2 separate regions of the Gossypium hirsutum genome follow, and region 1 is linked to region 2. A link is a contact called in public Hi-C data. All regions are on one chromosome and are shown on one strand. The core of a region is the stretch at or near the end of the contact, and the rest is flanking DNA. Distances in the headings are between cores, read along the strand shown.

Evidence for each region. A called contact is a pair of places that touch in the nucleus more often than the background predicts.
Region 1: a contact with region 2 is called in a Hi-C map of leaf, with 1.9 times the contacts expected there. The contact joins the enhancer-like site here to the promoter of LOC107911554 in region 2. A contact is called at or near these places in 2 of 34 Hi-C or Micro-C datasets (both in leaf).

The regions. Positions count from the first base shown.
Region 1 is chrD08:41,117,813-41,120,867 of Gossypium_hirsutum_v2.1, forward strand. No RefSeq gene overlaps it. Among protein-coding and RNA genes, the nearest start is that of LOC107911494, 29 kb to the left of the region's middle. Within about 2 kb of position 1,414, at least 2 of the 9 cell types and tissues checked have an H3K27ac peak or open chromatin away from gene starts, as enhancers often do. A contact at or near this core is called in leaf, where this site is marked.
Region 2 is chrD08:40,976,945-40,980,390 of Gossypium_hirsutum_v2.1, forward strand. It overlaps LOC107911554 (oligopeptide transporter 7), which reads right to left and starts at 1,551. Exons shown (of 7, transcript XM_016839396.2): 1 at 1,231-1,551; 2 at 620-1,143; 3 at 426-523. The coding sequence starts at 1,267.

The DNA of each region.
Region 1 (3,055 bases), core at 164-2,663, 140 kb after region 2:
AACATTTTTGTTTGAAGTTACAATTACAGAAAACAGTCAAACAATTTATAAAGAAATTTTTTTCAAAAAAAATTATAAAGAAAATTGATAACTTGATATATACCTTAAATAACAATAATAAGACTTAAGCCAAAAATTGATTTATAAATCATACCATTTTTATCATTTTGGTATTTAATTATTTTTGTCATAAGTGATACTTAAACTATTTTTTTCAAAGTTGGTCCTTTCGTTAGTTAAACTATTACCTTTATTTAAAAAAAAGACTTAATCCATAAATTAATATCTAAACAATACAATTTTTCTTAAATTAGTACCTAAAATTTTTGGGCAATAAGTGATACCTAAACTATTATTCCATTACTCATTTTACCCCAAAATGTTATATCGGTTTAAAAAGTATTAGCCAATAATAGTTTGCCATGTCATATAAACTTTTAAAAAATAATTTTTAATTCTTTTATTCTCTTTTACATTATTTCTTTCTCTTTTTCTCTTTTTTCTATTTTCCCCTTTCTTCTTCCTTTATAATGTTTGCTAGGGCCAACAATTCTCGATATTCACCCTCTTGAGTTCCAAACATTGACAATTAATTTTGTTTTTATACTTCACCGCTTGCTTGCTCGACTTGATGAGATTGAAAAAGTTTTTTCGTCGATCAAAATCAGTATTTTCAAAATCGAATTGAACCAATTGGTTGTATTGAAAATCAACCAAATATCAGTTCGGAAATAGGGGCTGAATGGATTTACCCACAAAATTATACAAATCGGTTGAACCAAGTTAAAAAAAAACTAATTGAAGTAGTTGAACTAATTTTTACTATTTTAAAATATTTTTATTTTTTATGAATTTTTAATAGTCTATCTGGTCGAACTAAATAAATCAAAAACTACAACTTGATCTATTCTAAAAAAACCTTAATCAAAATCATGAAACCAAAACATTTAAACTAAAAAGCTCAAGCTGAGAAAAAGAAGAAAAGGAAAAATATAAAGTAAAAAGAATATATATAAAAGAAAAAATTAATACTTTTTTTATTTTTGTTTTGCAGGATAACAATTTTTAATTGGTTATGTTTATACTGATTGAACTAATAATCACAAAGGTAGAAAGATAGGAAAATTGTATAATTTAAACTCCAATTTATGGTTTAATAATAATAAGAAGAATAGAATGATTTTAACTCAATTACCCAGTAAAGAAAAATCCAAGGTGGGAGAAGAGAAAACAATAATATATAGTAGCTAAGGGGAGGTATCGAAATTTGAGGTAGAGTTGTAGTGCCGGTGATAGAGGGGGCAAGTAGCCGGACGCCTCAGATGCTTTTCACCTGTCTGTCACTGCACTGCACTGCACTGCACTAGACTCCGACTCCAACTCTGCTTACTTCTGGAGAAAGGGGTTTTGGTGACCACCATCTGCACACCCCAAGGTGGTCCCATTTTCTTGTCATTTTGCCACATCACCCCCACCATGTTTTTGGGTGGAGTCTCATTCTCACTTCTCTTATGATGATGATATCATAATACGTCCACACACAGAGCATGAAACTTGGCATAGAAAAAATTTATGTAACTTGTAATATTGTGCATCTTTTTAGTATAATCGTAATTTTCTGACCTTTTCTTTTCTCCTTAATGTTGAAATCATTTTTTTTAAATTTGAAAAAAACGAGGATCGACTTTGAAAATAAAAATGGGAGCCGCTACCGATCTTTTGTTGAGGTGTGACCAGATCACCTTGAAAACAATTTTAGGTCTACGAATTTGAGAAAATAGGTTCGGGAGTTGATTACGCACGAGGAAGGGTTAGCACCCTCGTAACGCCCAAAATTGGTACCGAATCGATTGTTTAATGTCTCAGTGTCGAAAAATACGATCCTTTTAAAGTTTAAATTTGAATAATAAAACACACTCATTTCGGAGAAATAAATTGCCACACTCAGTAAGTTAAAGTGCAACGATTCAATCGTCAAAATTAAGTATGTCTTTTTAATTTTCAAATTTTAAAATTCATGCATTTTGAGAAGGTTGTTCGGTCATTTAAGTCAAATGAGAAATCAGAATCCAGTAAGTTAGGTTTCGATTTCTTGAAGTTATTAAACGTCAAACATTGTCTTTATTTTAAATTTGGGATAAAAAAATGTCACATCCAGTAAGTTAGGATCCAACATTTTAAAATCTTGAAAACTTTATTTTAAAAGTTGTGTGGTTTTAATACAATAAACACTTGGCTATTCAAATTCATCGAGAAGAATTGAAGCCCAGTAAGTTAGGGCACAATTCTCTTGAGAGCTATGAACATCATGCCTTTTTGAAAATTATGAAATAGAATGATTTGTTGTGCTTTAAAAATAATACAATTCTTACAAATGAAATATGATTGAATAGCAATACATAACGAAAAGGATAAATAACAACCCAAACATACATTAAGAAAACAAACAAATAATAGGTAAATGCAAATAACAATAATTATTTTAGTCATATCATACAAATACTAATATCAATAATTAAGCACCCCATAAATTAATAATCAATTTCAAAAAGATACTCAAGATAATAATAATAATAATAATAATAATAATAATAATAATAATAATAATAATAATAATAATATTATGAAGATTTGATACGATTTGATAATGAAAAAAAAAGGTTTAAATGAATTTAATGAAAAATTTATTAAAAAATGAAAAAAAATAAGATAAAAGTGAATAACTTAAAATTAATACCTGCGTTTTGATTTATAAAAAATAAAATCTAATGTAAATAATAGTATATATAGTAATAATATATAAAAAAAGGCAAAATGAAATAGTAAATATAAAAGGAATAAAGCTTCCGGGCATAAAAAATTCATCATTTGAAATTGCTAATATATTATTATATACATACATACGCATACTAAGAAAACAATATTATATATATATAAAAAATATGAGATATTATTATGAATTTTTTTATATTTAATTATACATATATACATAGATTAACACAAAAATATGTATAAATTATGCTAGGATAGTGTATAAAAACATATATATATATAT
Region 2 (3,446 bases), core at 301-2,800:
TTTAATACTTAAACTTTTTTTTCTCAATTTAATATCTAAATTTGTCAAATGTTTCTCTAATATATTAATAATGTTATTATTTTATGAGGTAGAAAAAATAATTAATTTAAGATCAACATGGGCAGATTATATGAAATTTGTATAATATTTTGACAAATTTAGATATCAAACTGAAAAAAAGGGTAAGTACAGAATTAAAAAAAAAAGTGTGAAGTTAAAATATCAAATATTAAATTAACTGAACTTGGTGTATTGATTCTCATCAGTTAGGTCCAGCTAAGATTTCCCAGCGGAACACTCAAACTGAGCATCGCTATCAGCGTCAGAAAATGAAATCCGAGTTAATAGGCAACTATAGAAAACTACAAAATCGCCGGAATCTGGGAATATCCGTCCGGCAATAATACAAAGCATAATCGGATTACCTGAAGAGAGAAACTTGAACAAGATTTGCAGGCCACCACATAGCTGCTGGTTCCACTAGGTACCTCCTGAATATACCAGCCCATCCGAACCCCAACACCTACCATTCAAAACCCACCAAACTATTTAATTACAACCAAACCAAACCAACACACACACATCAATGCAGCAAGGAATCGACAAAACAGGAACAGACCTGAGTAGTTAGGATGACAATCAAGGAGACAAAGAAAGTAATGTGCTGCTTGTAAAACACCTTCACAACAGTCACAACATGGATGGCATAAACGCTGCCAGCTCCAGAGTTGGCAAAGATTGTAATAAGAACATGTTCTTTGACATTGAAGGGCCCTGGATTCAAGGTGAATTCCCAGCGGCTTCCTTTGAAGAAAACACGTTTTGTTATCTTGGCTGCCATCAATTGGCCAAGAGGAACCACTGCAATCTGGGCTGAGATGGCCGTGATTGTCAAGGGTTCTGTGCGGTACCAAAAGAACTGATTAAGAAACGATAACAGGACACATGAAATGGTGCCTAACACCCACATTCGAAACGTCAGCACTGGTAGCGAAGGGTCATCTGTGGTTGGTACGGTTAAGGCCACTTGTCTCACCGGTGAATTTTCTTCTTCTTCCACTTCTTTGATCTCTGCTTCAGATTTTGATGCCAAGGCCTCTGACCTGGATGATGATAGATTGCTATCATCTTCATCCTTAGATACTGCAAATAAACGACAACAAAAACATCAAGATTCATTGGGTTTTACACATTGAAACACACACACACAAAACAAAGAAGAAAACTCACTGAGAGGAGCTCTTATCTCATCTTCGGATTCTTCCATGGCTTGCTTCTGTTCCTTGGCCACTCAAGCAAAAGACAAAAAAGAATCAATGGGTTCTAACTTAATAATTATAGCATGTTTTAGCAGAAAATGCCCTGCCGTGAGTTCAACAACTATTGGGAATAATAGATAAGCTGTAAAAATTGATTCATGGCTTGGGTTCAAAAATTTAACTCATACATTAACTATATAAATTAATGTTGGGGTCGACCAACCAGCCTTTCTGCTGGTCCACCTCCAGCGGTGAGACACCTTTTTTGCCTTTGTTCATTTCTGTCGACTTTGTGTTAAATTTAGTATATTGAAAAGGATCTCAAATTTATCATTTCTATTAAAGCAATGTTTGTTCTGAATTTATATAATTAAGAGATTTAAATCCAAAATTTGGAAAATTTAACCCAACAAAGAAGGGAAGGTACAGAGTTTCTCCAACCTAACCCTTCTAACAGCTATCAAAACAGGTATACCTGAATGTCTTAAAAGAGTATATAATGAGATTCAAGAATCTTGTGTCGTCCTGACAATTACATATGTACCAAAATACACCTTTTTTTTTTACCATTTTATTGTTTTTTTAAAGAAATTAAAATTAAAAATTTATCATTTAGCAGGTCAAAGCCTGTTTATTTTGATTCCGGTTTTCATAGTTTTACTACTCCAGGCCTTTAATATTATTTTAAACTTCAATTCCACCTAATTTAATTTACTTTCCTATTTAAATTTTATTATTTTAAATCTTTTAATATCTTAGTTTAGCTATCACGGTTGTTATTGCAACAAATTGACATGCTTAAAGTGCATAATGTTTTTCACCAAAAAAAAAAACTATAAAGATTATGAGATCACGGGTAGTTTAGAAATTATATAAAAAGATAACATTTTAATATTATTAAATGAAAAGTTTAATAATATATTGAATGATTATGCATGTGTCACAAAAATGGATTTATTTGGACAAATTGTATGGTCTTAGGTTAAATGGTTATGTCGAATTCAACTTTAAAAATAATATTAATGCTATCATCACATCCTCGAAAAGGAACTGATGTAGCTTACCTTTGGAACTAGCACAATACCTTAGTTCCCAACTAACTTCACTATCAAATACTGCCTTAGGCTCCTTTTGGATGCAAAATCAGCCATGGTGAGATAGAATTTTAGGGAATATTCTTTTTCACTGTAAACATTTGATGTTTGGATAAACAATGGTGAGGTGCAGTTGAAAATTTCAACCTCATTGCCAACCTCATTTTGGATCGAGTTAAAAGCTCCAGTCTATACACAATGGACAGTCAACTTTTTTAGCAGACAAAAATGCCCACATTTTTATTTATTATTTTACCATTTTATCCTTGAAAGTTAAAGTAATTTCTTTCCCAACCTTATTTGTTTTCAAATTTGGAAACTTCACAGACGTTTTGTTTTTCATTGAAGTTAGGTTCCCTCATTTCTATGCCAGAAATTTACTTCTCCTGACTTCCTCACCAAGAACAGAGATAAATCCTTTGAATCTAAGGTAACCCATCTAAATATTCTCCCAAGATTCAAACTTTTTCTATCTTTGCTTCTACCGTTCATTGATTTTAACTCAATGCTTCCACCAGTTGTTTGAATTATTGTTTTCTGTTTACATGATTATCATGCCTGGATCTGATTTAAAAGTTTTATTTTTTTTATCCCAACTGAAGAGCTGGAGTTGTTCAGTTATCTATTGTATTGATTGGGTTATTGTGATTTGCGGTGTTCTACTTGATTTTATTTCATCGTTTTTAGCTTGAAAGCTAGGATCTTTGGGTGAATAAAGACTTGAATTTGAGCATTGAGCTTGGTTTTTAGATATGAAACAACATTGGGTTGCTTTGCTTTTCATGAATGAATAGCTATGGGTGGACTTGACTGTGAAGTAATTGGCTGCTCGGTACTTGAATACATTGTTTAAGCTTGAAAGTTAGGATTTTGGTGTAGGTGTTAATCGCTTTTTTCTTTTTAACTATTTAGTTATTTATTTTAAATAAAAGCAACAAAATTGGTTTGCTTAGGAATTTAGGAATTTTGCTACTGAAATTGACCAGGAGTTTAGGAATTTTGGAAGAAAATAGTGTGAAACAAAATAGGTTTGATACTTGCGAAGTTCTCAATAACTCTGAACAGAAACTGATGTTTCGTCTAATTCATGTAA